2 separate regions of the Sus scrofa genome follow, and region 1 is linked to region 2. The links are chromatin contacts, called in public HiChIP or PLAC-seq maps. All regions are on one chromosome and are shown on one strand. The core of a region is the stretch at or near the end of the contact, and the rest is flanking DNA. Distances in the headings are between cores, read along the strand shown.

Evidence for each region. HiChIP or PLAC-seq counts read pairs in DNA pulled down with a chosen protein or histone mark.
Region 1: an H3K27ac HiChIP or PLAC-seq map of alveolar macrophages shows a contact between it and region 2. The contact joins the enhancer-like site here to the promoter of RNF130 in region 2. A contact is called at or near these places in 2 of 5 promoter capture datasets (fetal liver and liver), 12 of 47 Hi-C or Micro-C datasets (alveolar macrophages, embryonic fibroblasts, fetal heart ventricle and 5 more) and 2 of 2 datasets of contacts at active chromatin or transcription factors (alveolar macrophages and skeletal muscle).

Annotation. Positions count from the first base shown.
Region 1 is chr2:78,681,844-78,688,430 of Sscrofa11.1, forward strand. TBC1D9B (TBC1 domain family member 9B) reads left to right here. Exons shown (of 22, transcript XM_003123648.4): 3 at 3,731-3,849. Among named protein-coding and RNA genes, the nearest start is that of TBC1D9B, 9.3 kb to the left of the region's middle. Within about 2 kb of position 4,743, at least 4 of the 83 cell types and tissues checked have an H3K27ac peak or open chromatin away from gene starts, as enhancers often do. A contact at or near this core is called in alveolar macrophages, where this site is marked.
Region 2 is chr2:78,510,773-78,517,417 of Sscrofa11.1, forward strand. It overlaps RNF130 (E3 ubiquitin-protein ligase RNF130), which reads left to right and starts at 5,321. Exons shown (of 9, transcript XM_021084320.1): 1 at 5,321-5,607. The coding sequence starts at 5,361.

The DNA.
Region 1 (6,587 bases), core at 3,493-5,992, 170 kb after region 2:
GAAGTGACGAGAATGTTCACAGCTGGACCCCAGCCCGGGGCAGTGCGGGTCAGGCCTGAAGACACCAGACCAGGCACAGCCTCTGCTTACAGATGGGTGCTGGGCTAGGAGGCCGTCGTCTTCCTCACTGAGCCCTAGACACAGGTGTCTTCCATCTTTGTGTGAATGAATAAATGAAGGCTTAGAAAGCTGAGTTTGCACAAAGTCGAGCGGAAAACTTTATAGGCTCCCTGCTCTCCCGGTTGTAGAGCCTGAGTGGGGTGCTTGCAGGAGCGAGAGGCTTTCCTGTGGTGTGTGCCTGGGCTTTGCCCTAAAATGGACCCTTGAGGGAGTTTCCATAGTGGCACAGAGGAAAGGAATCCGACTAGGAACCATGAGGTTGCAGGTTCGATCCCTGGCCTTGCTCAGTGGGTTAAGGATCCGGTGTTGCCATGAGCTGTGGTGTAAGTCGAAGATGAGGCTCGGATCTGGTGTTGCTGTGGCTGTGGTGTAGGCTGGCAGCTGTAGCGCCAATTCAACCCCTAGCCTGGCAACCTCCGTATGCTGCTGGTGCAGCCCTAAAAAGCAAAAAAATAAAAAATAAGTAAAGTAAAATGGTCCCTGGGGATATTCATCTTTGTCTCAGGGTGTTCCTTCTCGGGGAGCAGTGGGATGGGGGCAGTGGCAGTGAGAGCAGCCTCTCTGTGGGGAGAGGGGGGGCCAGCTGGGAACCCCACTGGTGGCATCAGGGCCTGGGGAGGGACCCTGGTGAAAGGTAGAGCCCCTGCCCTGGTCAGGCCCTGGGCTCACCTGTGCTGGCCTCTGCCCAGGCCTCCCTCCTTTGCCCACCCCATCTCTTCAGCTCTCCAAGCCGGATACCATCCCACTGACACCTGCCAGGGAACCCTGACTCCTTAGCTGGCCGTTAAAGGGCTTTCAGGGTCTGCCTGCCCCCGTTTCTGTCCTCCTCCCCCCACCCCCAGCTCACACCTGGCCTTCAGCCAGACAGGGCACCAGCGGGGCCTAAGTTCTTAACCACTCCTGTCCTGGCTGGTGGACCTGCAGCGTCCCCCCCACGTCCACATCACCTCCTCCTGCTCTGTTGAGTCCCTGCCCAGATGTCCCATCCTAGGGAAAACCTTCCCAGATGTCACAGCCCCACATACCCGCCCGCTTACCCCCTGGACTTTCCTCATCTCCACCGATACTTTGGCACTGAAGACGCGCCGGCTCGCCCACTGGACCAGCGACTCCCTGAGGGTGTGGGCCGGCTCTGCACCAGGCAGCCTGGATTAGCATTAGGGTTTAGTCTCTTCCCAGCTAGGTGACCTGGGCAACTTACTCAACCTCTCTGTGCCTCAGCTTCATCCTATAAAATGAAAATAATGAAGTACCTGTCTCTGAGGTACTCTAAGAATCAAGAGAATCCATGAAGAGTTCTGGAAGGCAGAAATAGCACTTAAGAATTTAATCAGCTATGATATTTTTTATTCCCAGTGCCTGACTTATAGATAGCATGATTTGTACTTACTTAGTACTAAATGAAGATGGAATTGCTTTTAACTAATAATTCTTTTAAGTGAATATGTATGAATGTTTATTATTAAAGTGCAGACAGAGGCACACAGTCTTCATCGGAGACAAGATTCCTCTGTTGTGGGCTGCGTGTGAGAGGGAGTAACACAGTAGAGTTGTATCACAGGCAAATTCAACTTCCAAATTCAAATAGAGGTTCTTGGCAAAAAGAGCGAGCGAGAGTGAGATCCCTTTCCCTAACAGCTAGACCTTGGCCTCTGTGTCCCTGGGAAAAGATGCCTTAATAGATATGCAGAGAAAAATGAAAGAAATTATGGATGGTTTAGGAACTTCCAGGAGGAATTTCTGTTTATGATTAATTGTTGTCATGATTATCGCTCTTAGTTGTATGAGTCCGGGTTTAATCATCTCCACAGGCTCCCACAGGCTCATGGGGGAGGGTCTTTCTGAGGAATTGCTTGTTAGGATAGTGAGCTGCTGGTAAATGTAAAGAAGCAAACAAGTCAACCTTAACCATACAGGCTGGACTCATGTGCGACAGAGCAGTGAGCAGGTGCATGGGCTGGAGGAGACGACAGGGACTAGCTTGGCCTGGCCAGGTTGGGGTCAAGGCTGAGTCTTCCGCTAGTGGGAGAGCTGTAGCCAAGAAGGAAAGAATGGGGTGCCCAGCAAAACATGTCTGTGGTCCACAGCCCTGCTGGGCTCGTGTCTTCACTAAGGCTCCCTCTGTGCTGAGCGTATGGGCCTTTCCATGGTCTGGGAATCAGCTGGGCCTTCTAGGTGCTTGCAGCCTACAGACTGCCCCACCCCAGGGCACTAAGAAGGAAGCAGAGCCTTCACTCCTTTTCTTATTCTTGCATTAATTCATTCAAGAAGGAGTTCTTGGAGTTCCCTGGTAGCCTAGTGGTTAAGGACCCATAGCTTGAGTCAGTGCTGTGGCACAGGTTCAATCCCTGGCCGGGAACTTCCACATGCTGCAGGCACAGCCAAAAAAAAGAAAGAAAGAGTTAAATGCAAACCTCATGCCAGGCACATGAAAAGCCCCCAAAAATGGGGCGTCAGGGGGCGGAGAAGATAGGCCAGGCAGGGACTTTGCTCATCCCCTCACTCCTCCTTCTGGAGCCCCTTTTCCCAATTCCTTGACAAAGGCAGAGAAAACTGCTGCCTCACTCTTTGGGAGTGGCATTGGGCTGCCTCTCTGGGGTTTCCATTTCCATGGGTTTTCAGTGCCTTTGGGGGCCCCTCCCCAAGGAGGACTGGGACCCCCTTCTAGCTGGGGGGGACACTGGGGGCCAGCCTGAATCCAAAAAGGCCAGACAGGGGATCCTGGAGGAGACAGGATCCCGGCTGGGATGTGTACTGGGTTGAGGAGGAGGAGCATTGCAGGCAAAGGCCCAGTGGGGCACTTGGCTTGAGAGAGAGGGACGGGAGTCTCTGGTCTGCCCAGTAAAAACCAGCCAGCCAGCTGCCTAGAGCTGCGGGAAGCTCCAGCTGCTCTCCCTGGATGCGTGGCTTCTCAGGGGAGCTGCAGTCCCTTATGCCAAGTCTGACCGCGTTTGGCTAATCGCCTTTATGTGGAAGACTTTATCAAGTCCTTTTATCGAAGAAAAATAAGTAAGCAAACCTGCAGGTGTGTAGACTTCTATCTGGGAGGACCCAGAGGAAACTAGCGGTCGCTCTCACTCTTGGTATTAGAGGAAAGTTGAGGCTTTATTTTCCTCGTGATTTTGTAAGTCTATCTGAATTTTTGTTGTGTTTTTGTTTTTATTGGGACCATTTATGACTTTTGCTATAAAATTTAAGGAAAGAGTAAGCAGCTCTAAGACTGTAGTCCCTTGGGTATATAGCAAATTAGGTCATACATTTTAATCTCTCCTTGAGTTTTTTGTTTTGTTTTGTTTTTTGTTTTCTTCTTAGGGCCACACCCATGGTATATGGAAGTTCCCAGGCTAGAGGTTGTATCGGAGCTGCAGCTTCCGGCCTACACCACAGCCACAGCAACCCCAGATTCGAGCTGTATCTGCGACCTACACCATAGCTCACAGCCATGCTGTATCCTTAGCCCACTGAGCGAGGCCAGGGATCGAACCTGTGTCCTCATGGATACTAGTCAGGTTCATTACTGCTGAGCCACAATGGGAACTCCCTGAGTTTATGTTTAAGGCCTGATAATTTTATGATTTTCCTTTTCTTCCCCCCACCAAACCTCCCCTAGGTTCTTCCCGCAAAGAAATCACAAAACACTGGGAATGGCTGGAAAACAACTTACTTCAGACTCTGTCCATCTTTGACAATGAGGAGGATATTACCACGTTCGTCAAGGGCAAGATACATGTAAGATTCACTTTCCACTCCTGGTTCTTACTCTCTTCTCTGGGCTAGCAGTATTCTCCTAGGTTATCTTCAACGACATTCAGGCAGCATGGTGTAGGTCTTTTAAACAGAGATGGAAACGAAGTGGATCCAGTTCCCTTGATGTTGAAAGGGGTACTTGAACTTGTGTGCAGGCCCCATGTTCTGGCCAGCCCCTGGTGTCTGACTAAGCTTAGCTGGGGGTTTCCATTCCCTGCAAAGGGCCTTAGAGCAAATATGCAGATACACAACTCTGATGGCCAGTTCCTTGGCCAAACGAGGAAGAAGTTGGAAATGATAGAATAGTTTGAAGTGTGTTTTTGTTATAAAACTCACATTACTTCAAAATGCACAGACACTTTGACCCAGCAAGTCCATTTTTGAAATTTACCCTACAGTGTATTCATATGTGCAGAAGGATGTGTGTCTCAGGATGTTCTCTGCAACACTGTCAGCAAAAAAAAAAAAAAAACTGGAAACATTTCCTCCCAGTCCCATGGTAAGAGGGGAAGTAGCTGTTCTTGCCTCTGCAAAATGAGAGTGCTAATACTGCTAGCATAGCATTCGTTGAGTACTTTCTATGTGAACACTGTGCTGAGCATTCTCTATTCTGAGGCCTTAGTCAGTCATGTGTGGTATTCTTAGTGGAAAATTTTACAGCTTTCAAAATAATTTTGAAGATTTTAGCAATATGTAAAAGTTTTTATCACGATGATATTTAGGTTGCTTCCTCCTTAGGGAATAGTTAACATTATAATCTGAGTGTATGTGTGTCTTTTTCTTTCTGTTAGATTATAGCCTTAGGGTAGATTCTTCAGAGGACTCTTACTGAGCCAAAGGTTGATGATGCAGACTTACTTTGGGCAACATCCCCTGTGACTCTATTACGCCAGAACCTCCTAGCCCTGGGCGGGTAGCCTAAGAGTTCCTCAGCAGTTCTCCATGCACTTGGGGTTCAGGGAGGGCCGATTTCTAGCTCCAGGAAAACAGGCAAAGGGAGCAGAGGGAAGCCTTCACTCTCCTAATGAGCTAGCTAGGCAATAGTAATAATAACAGCAACTTATTAAATGTTTCTCTTATGGTAGGCCCCAACAAACTAATCAACAAATCAGAACAAAGTTCTAGATGGGGCAAAGCAAAAATGGAAATTATAAGTACTGGAGGAGCTCCTGTCGTGGCTTAGCGGTTAGTGCACCTGACTAGGATCCATGAGGATGTGGGTTTGATCCCTGGCCTCCCTCAGTGGGTTAAGGATCCAGCATTGCCATGAGCTGTGGTATAGGTCGCAGACGTGGCTTGGATCCCACGTTCCTGTGGCTGTGGCATAGGCCAGCCACTACAGTTCCAATTGGACCCTTAGCCTGGGAACCTCCATATGTCGCGGGTGTAGCCCTAAAAAGACAAAAAGCCCCCCAAAAAGGAAGATACTAAGAACTGAACAATTCTGGAAATACTACTTTACATCAGAATTTGTGTGATGCAGCAAAAGCAGCACAGAGAAGGAAATTTAAAGCCTTAAATCTTATTTTTATAATATGACAAAAAGAAGAAAGGGTGAGAATTAATGAGTCAGATGTCCAACTCAGTAAGTTAGAAGAACACCAGAGAAGCTGGGGAATTAGAAAGAAGGAATGCAGTTATCACAGAAAGATAACTACTCACTGAAGGTGCAGATGATGGTAGGTATTTCTTAGCAATAAAGTATTTTTTAATTAAGATGGGTACCTTATTTTTTTAAGATGTAATGCTGTGACATATTTAATAAGCCACAGGACAGTGTAAACATAACTTTTGTATGCCCTGGGGAACCAAAAAATTCATGTGACTCACTTTAATTTGATACTGACTTTATTGCCGTGGTTCAGAACTGAACCCACAGTATCTCCAGGGTATGTCTGTAACAAAAGGCAGAAGTTAATTCCATAGAAAATGAAGGAATGACACGGAGGAGCAACAGATCCAAAAGCAGCTCTCAAATGTAAATAAACCTGTGGCAAAAGTGATCCAGGACAAAAGAGAGAAACCTCAAATGAGCAATGCTGGAAATGAAACATGAGAGCGCTTTTAACAAAGCAGGGTTAAAAAAGAGAGAGAGAGAATGCCATAAGCAGCTTTAAATCCATAAATTTAAGACTTGAGACAAGATAGCCACTTTTTTAAAATAATGTTTTAAGCAGAGCTTCCTTGCCTGCCCACTTGCATCTCTCACAAGCGTCCCATCTTAATAAATCTATTTCTTGCCTAAAAACAAATAAAATAATGTGATTTAGTGTCCAGTTTCTACTATAACAGATTGCCATAAACTTAGTGGTTTAAAACAACACAGACTCCTTATCTGAGTTCTGGAGGTTAGAAGTCAGAAATGGATCTCACAGGCTAAAATCAAGGTGTTGGCAGGGCAGTGTTCCTTCTGTAGGCTCTGAGGGGAGAATCCATTTCCTTGACTTTTGCAGCTTTTAGGAACCTTGTATTCCATGGTTCTTGGCCCCTTCCTCTTTTTTTAAATTAAAGCACAAAATTTTTTGTTGTTTTTTTTAATGGCCACACCCTCAGCATATGGAAGTTCCCAGGCCAGGGACTGAATTGGAGCCACAGCTGCCACCCATACTGTAGCTGCAGCAACACCGGCTCCTTTAACCCACTGCGCCAGGCTAGGAATCAAACCCACACCTCAGCAGTGACCCAAGCCGCTCCAGTCAGTTTCTTAACCCACTGTGCCA
Region 2 (6,645 bases), core at 4,071-6,570:
AGAGCTACAGGATAGCCATCTACTTATGATCTACTGGAGGAGTTACCGTCGTGGCGCAGTGGTTAAGGAATCCGACTAGGAACCATGAGGTTGTGGGTTCAATCCCTGGCCTTGCTCAGTGGGTTAGGGATCTGGCGTTGCCGTGAGCTGTGGTATAAGTTGCAGACATGGCTCGGATCCCTCATTGCTATGGCTCTGGCGTAGGCCAGTGGCAACAACTCCTGTTAGACCTCTAGCCAGGGAATCTCCATATGCCGCGGGAGCAGTCCTAGAAAAGACATAAAGACAAAAAAAAAAAAAAACAAAAAAACAAAAATCTACTGGAGCTGGGGCTGTAACCCCAAAGTCTAAATTTCTAGAAAAATATATAACCAAACCCAATGCAGAAACATCATTGGATCCCATTCAAAGAAAAGAGTGCAGGGCCCAAGGGGGAGGCAGGGGAGGGGAGGCAGGAGAAGAGGGGGACACTTTTAGATATTTTTGGGAACATTTGAACAGGGTGAGATATGGGATTATTTTACAGAATTACTATTCATTGATTTTTTTTTGTTTGGCCACACCCACGGCATGCGGACGTTCTCAGGCTAGGGATCAAACTGGTGCCACAGCAGTGACAATGCCAGATCCTTAACTTGTTAGGCCACCAGGGAGCTCCTACTATTCATTGTTTTGGTCGTGATAATATACGAGAAAGGCCCAAAGGGTCATAAAATGTTTCAGAAAAACAATTTTAAAATAAAAGTGATAGACGGGTAAAGCATTTATGATGAAATGCTAACAGTGGATGAACCTAAGTGATGAGGTACAAGGGCTTCACTGTGCCTTCTTCCAACTTTTTCTTATACCTGAAGTTTTTGGTTAAGAAAGCTTAAAAGTTTTGGGGCATTCCCGTCGTGGCTCAGCAGTAATGAACCTGACCAGTATCCAGGAGCATGTAGGTTCAATCCCTGGCCTTGCTCAGTGGGTTAAGGATTGGGTGTTGCTGTGAGCTGTGGTGTGGGTCGCAGACACAGCTCGGGTCTGGCTTTGCTGTGGCTGTGGTGTAGGCCGGCAGCTGTAGCTCCAATTAGACCCCTAGCCTGGGAACCTCCATGTGCCACGGGTGTGGCCCTAAAAAGACAGAAACAAAAACAAAACCCACAAATGCATCGTACATTTTTCTAAATAAAATGTTGTTACATTGTGCCTCTGTTTGCACTGGGGTTCCCATTGTCTGCATGTGCCAGACACTGGCCAACCTGAGGGGCTGTCCATTCTGGACAGACTGTTCTGGGTGATGCCTGTGGGAAGGCAGCACAGCAGTCCTTACCCAGGCAGCCACTCAAACCCTTCGGAAGTCCCTGTGCCTTCAGTAACAAGTCAGAGGGAAATGGGGGTGACTGCAGTAGCTATAGCTTCCAGGCACCCGTCATCCAATTTGCATCCGTCAGAGCTAGAGAGGAAGAGGCCATTAGGACCATTTCACAGAGGAAACTGACCCAAGGGGATAGGAGCGTGCAGAGGTCACAGAGTTGACATGTAGCCAAGCAGGGATTTGAACCAGAGAAATTCTGATAAACCACTCTTTGAAAAATAAGAAAAGCAGTGGAAGGGGGTGGGGAGGAGACAGGAAATAGGGAGGGCGCCTTGATTTATACAGTCTGCCAATTTCTGTGGTATAAACATTATCCTACAGTCACAGCTAATTTCAAGGTATCAGTTGTGTAACAAATGGTTGCAAAATCCCTGATTTTTTTTCTTTTTAATGGCCACACTTATGGCATATGGAAGTTTCCAGGCCAGGTGTTGAATTGGAGCCACAGCAACACAGGATCCAAGCCGCATCTGTGACCTACACCGCAGCTTGCGGCAATGCCAGATCCTTAACCCACTGAGCAAGGCCAGGGATTGAACCCAGATCCTCACAGACCCTAGTTGGGTTCTTAATTAGCTGAGCCACAGGGGAACTCCAAATTCCTGAATATTTCACAATCAGTAGCCCTGATTTCAACCCAGCCCTGGGCCTCTGTCTCTGAAGCCCCCGCTCTTTTCTCTATTATCATTTCCCTCACTTTGGTCCTTTGAATAACGACTTTTATAATTTCGCCACATCTATATTCCATCTGACTACCATTTATTAAATACTTTTCTCTAAGATGTCTCAGTTTTTAAAGACAGGTGACATTACTATCATTGAAAGTGAAATCACTTGCTATAAAATAGAAGTCAATGTTAAAATGAACACATAATTATTAAAATAAAAATATTATTTGCACTTCCTAAAATACCCTTTCCATGTGCTGGCCCAAGTAACCCAGAGGAGCCAGCAAATCTGATGTGAACTTACAAATACTCAGCCATATACGGAAATGTGTCTAGTACAGTCTTGTAGACTTTAGTAGTCTAATAGAGTCTTGATGTCTCTATAGGGCTCTTCACCTGCAGCATCTCCAGGACTTCAGGATCCACAAGGAACACACTGAGAGCAGCTTCTCCAGGACGATCTGTCCCATGGGAATTGGACTGGGTTTCTACAATCATTTCACCCACGGCCACAATTTAGGGATGGGGTGATAATCAGCAGCAACAGCAGGGGGAGCTCTCTTGGGCCAAGACCTTCAAGGGACAACCCCCAAGGGGAGAAACAGAAAAGAGAGGCTCGGATGGGGGTGAGGGAAGGGCAGCTTAAAAAGACAGTGCTAGTGGAGTTCCCGTCGTGGCGCAGTGGTTAACGAATCTGACTAGGAACCATGAGGTTGCGGGTTCGATCCCTGCCCTTGCTCAGTGGGTTAACGATCCGGCATTGCTGTGAGCTGTGGTGTAGGTCACAGACGAGGCTTGGATCCTGCGTTGCTGTGGCTCCGGCATAGGCTGGCAGCTACAGCTCCGATTAGACCCCTAGCCTGGGAACCTCTCTATACTGCAGGAGAAGCTCAAGAAATGGCAAAAAGACAAAAAAAAAAAAAAAAGGCAGTGCTAGTATCCACCAAAGGTGCATGCCTACCCTATGATGCAGCCATTCCATTCCACAGTCCAGACTCTTAGAGACGCCTACTCATATACACCAAAAGACACACAGTTTTAGTAACAGCTCTGTTCATAAAATCCCAAAACAGAAGTCAATACAGATTCCTATCAACAGGAAAATGGATACATCACTTGTGGAATACTATATAGTCAAGAAAAAGAGCAAACAACTACAATAAATGCAAAAAAAGGGAAAGAATTTCACAAACATAATGCTAGGAAAAAAACTAGGCATCAAAGAATCCATGTTGTGTGATTCTATTTCCATAAATTTCAAAACAGGCAAACTGATCTATGGTAACAGAAGCAGATTAGTAGGGTAGTAATGACTGAGAAGGCCAGGGAAGCTTTGGGGGTGCTGGCAATGTTCTCCATCTTGATCTAGATGGTGGTTACAAAGGGATTTTCATTTACTAGACATCTGTTGAGCTGTACATGTAAGTTTTTTGCATTTCAGTACAGGTAAGATATATTTCAAAATAAAATTTATTATATAAATAGAAGAAAACAACAAAACAAACCCAACATAGTGCTGGGTGAAGAACAAAAAACAATGATAGCTATAACCAATACTATTTCATAATTAAGAAGTACATATAAACAACACTGCATTTTTTTCGTCTTTTTGCCATTTTTTGGGCCACTCCCGTGGCATATGGAGGTTCCCAAGCTAGGGGTCTGATTAGAGCTGCAGCCACCGGCCCATGCCAGAGCCACAGCAATGCAAGATCCAAGCCTAGTCTGCAACCTACACCAGGGCTCACGACAACGCCAGATCATCAGCCCACTGAGCAAGGGCAGCGACCGAACCCGCAACCTCATGGTTCGTAGTCGGATTCGTTAACCACTGCGCCACGACGGGAACTCCAACACTGCATGTTTTTAAGCACATTAGAATGGTTGCTTGTGGGGTAGGGAATGGCAGTTCAGTGTAGCAATAAAAGGGCACACATAGATTATAAAATAAAGTCCTGTGCTTAGAGAACAGACTTGTGTTTGCAGATGGGGGTAGGTGGGAGGATGGACTAGGAGTTTGGAGTTAATAGATGCAAACTATCGCATTTAGAATGGATAAGCAATGAGGTCCTACTATATAGCACTGGGAACTATATCCAGTTTCTTAGGACAGAACATGGTGGAAGATAATACAAGAAAGGGAATGTATTTTTTTTTTTTTAAAGGCAAAAAAACCCCACTACTCCATTTTAGAACCAACTTTCTCCTTGACAAATTCAGAAAGGCCAAGAGAGCTTTAAAGGGACCTGCTCCCCCCACCCCTCGCACCCAGCTGACTTAACAGACTGGTTCTGTGGGTCTCTGCAACCATTTCTCATACCAGCAGGCATGGGCACCTCACATCCTGTAAGGACAAGGGAGTAAGGGGCATGAGCTTCTCAAGCAGGGGCAGGCCAGGGCATGCTAAGTGGGAGGAGAACATTAAGAAGACCACCACTAGGGAAGAGCTCTACCACAGGGGCTCTAAGTGACCCAGGGCTGTTTGGAAAGGGAATTCCAGGGTTCCAGATGCCTGAGCAAGTACCTCAGATGTTCTTAAAGATCCAGGTCTAGAGAGACCCCCATACTCTTATTTGCACAGAACCCCCCCCCCAACCCGCCCTGGGCCCAATGATGATAAATAAGACTTTGAGTTGACTGGTTGAAATGTGGAATCCCATATTTAATTTAGAAATTAATTTTTAGTTTTAGCTTTTTTTCTTTTGTGTTCTTGTCTCATACTTTTCCATAGGCCCTTGGAAAAGGCCCCTGGTTCCAAACTCTGTGCGCATCTCGCCCGACGCATGAACATGGCTGGTCGTGGGGCTATTAGGTGCCGGGTCTGTTAGGGCCCTCGTGCGGGCGGGCGGGAGCGGACACGGGCTTGCACGCATGCGCAAGGGGGCGGGCCTGCGCCCAAGGCCTGCGCCTTGCCACTCGGCTGACAGGGGGCGGGACGGCGGCGAGTGCGCGCCTGAGGCGGCAGCCGGGCGAACAGGACTTTGTGCTACGAAGACCCTTTTTCAGGCGCGTCTTCCACTCCCGTCGCTTCCCCGAGTGGCGCCCCAACTCAGCGGGACCGGCCCTGTGGAATGGAGGGACCCCGGAGGAGACGACTGCGCGCGGCCTGACCCGCCGTCCTCGCTGAGGAGCCCATGGGCGCGTTCCCGCGGGCGGGTGGCGGACGTGAGGGCAGCGAGCAGCGGCGCCGCGGCACCGAGGAGAGCCGTGCTCGTGCCCGGCCCTGCGCCGGCCGCGCGCGCGCGCTCCCGCCGCAGCGCCGGCCGCGCCCGCCCCGCCTCTCGGCGCCGGCCCGGGAGCCCGGTCCGCGAGCAGCGGCGGCGGCGGGAGGGACGATGAGCGGTGCGGCGCGGGCGGGCCCGGCCCGGCTCGCCGCGCTCGCGCTGCTGACCTGCAGCCTGTGGCCGGCGCGGGCTGATAACGCGAGCCAGGAATACTACACGGCGCTCATCAATGTGACCGTGCAGGAGCCCGGCCGCGGCTCCCCGCTCACGTTCCGCATCGACCGCGGGCGCTACGGGCTCGACTCGCCTAAGGCCGAGGTCCGCGGTCAGGTGCTGGCACCGCTGCCCATCCATGGAGGTGAGTGCCTGGCAGGGGAGAGAGAAGCCGTGGCGCAGCGGCCGGCGATGGTCCCCCGCCCCCGGGAGCCGCAGCCTGGGAGCGGGGGCGGCGGGCGCGGTGCCCCTACCCCCGGCCTCGATCGTCGCGCCGCTCGGCGCGGCTGCCCCCCGGTCGAGGTTCCAGTCGTGTGCACTCCGGCCTGCTCGGTGCTGGGATTAGGCTCCCAGGCGCGTTTTGGGGATCTTCTTTTCTTTTTAGAAAGACTTAGAACGTTCCTTTTGGTTTTAGGTGGCTTGTTTACAGGAAGGCATTGAACTGCGAGTTTGCAGGGACAGCTCAGACAAAGGCGGCGGTGGAAGAGCGCAAAACTAGTTCATGATGGATGAGGTCTTAACCTGTATTTCAGAATCCGTAGGTTCGTTCCCGAAATCAAACACCGCATTGAATCTCGAAGGACCAGGCCCTTTTCTAACGTAAAAACGTGCTGTTTTTCTTAAGTGGCAAGTGGAAGGAGGGGTGGAGGAGGAAAATAGGCATCTTCCCTGTTGCTTTTGGCTCTTATTCTGCCCCAGGAGCTTTACTGTAATTTGACGCCTGAAAAAAATCTCACGTTGTGAAGAATCCGATACCAACTGGAACCTGTAGCCAAGTCTTCAGGTCACGGGAGTCTACCAAAGGGGAAAAATAGGTAAAATTTTCAAGAGCTGTCTTTGAAGCCATTTGCTTTACACTCATGTCTACCTATAAACACAGGCTCTGTTTAATTATTTCGTATAGTAGATGTATCTGTATAAATTTCTGGTCATGTTTTAAAGGAGACGTTCCCCACACTGTAGAGCATGATTTTGTTTTTTAGCCCACTGTGAACTTTGTGGAAAATGTCTGCTGTCTTCTCCACCCTACTCTCACCCTGAGAATGCTGAGAGGGGATTTTTTTTTTTTTTTTAAGCTGCTATTGAAGTTAAGATGATCTAAACTAGACACCCTAAATAAGGTAATGGTGTTTGTTTTTATACTCTAAACTGTTAAAACATCATGCCCCCTCTGAGATTTGTA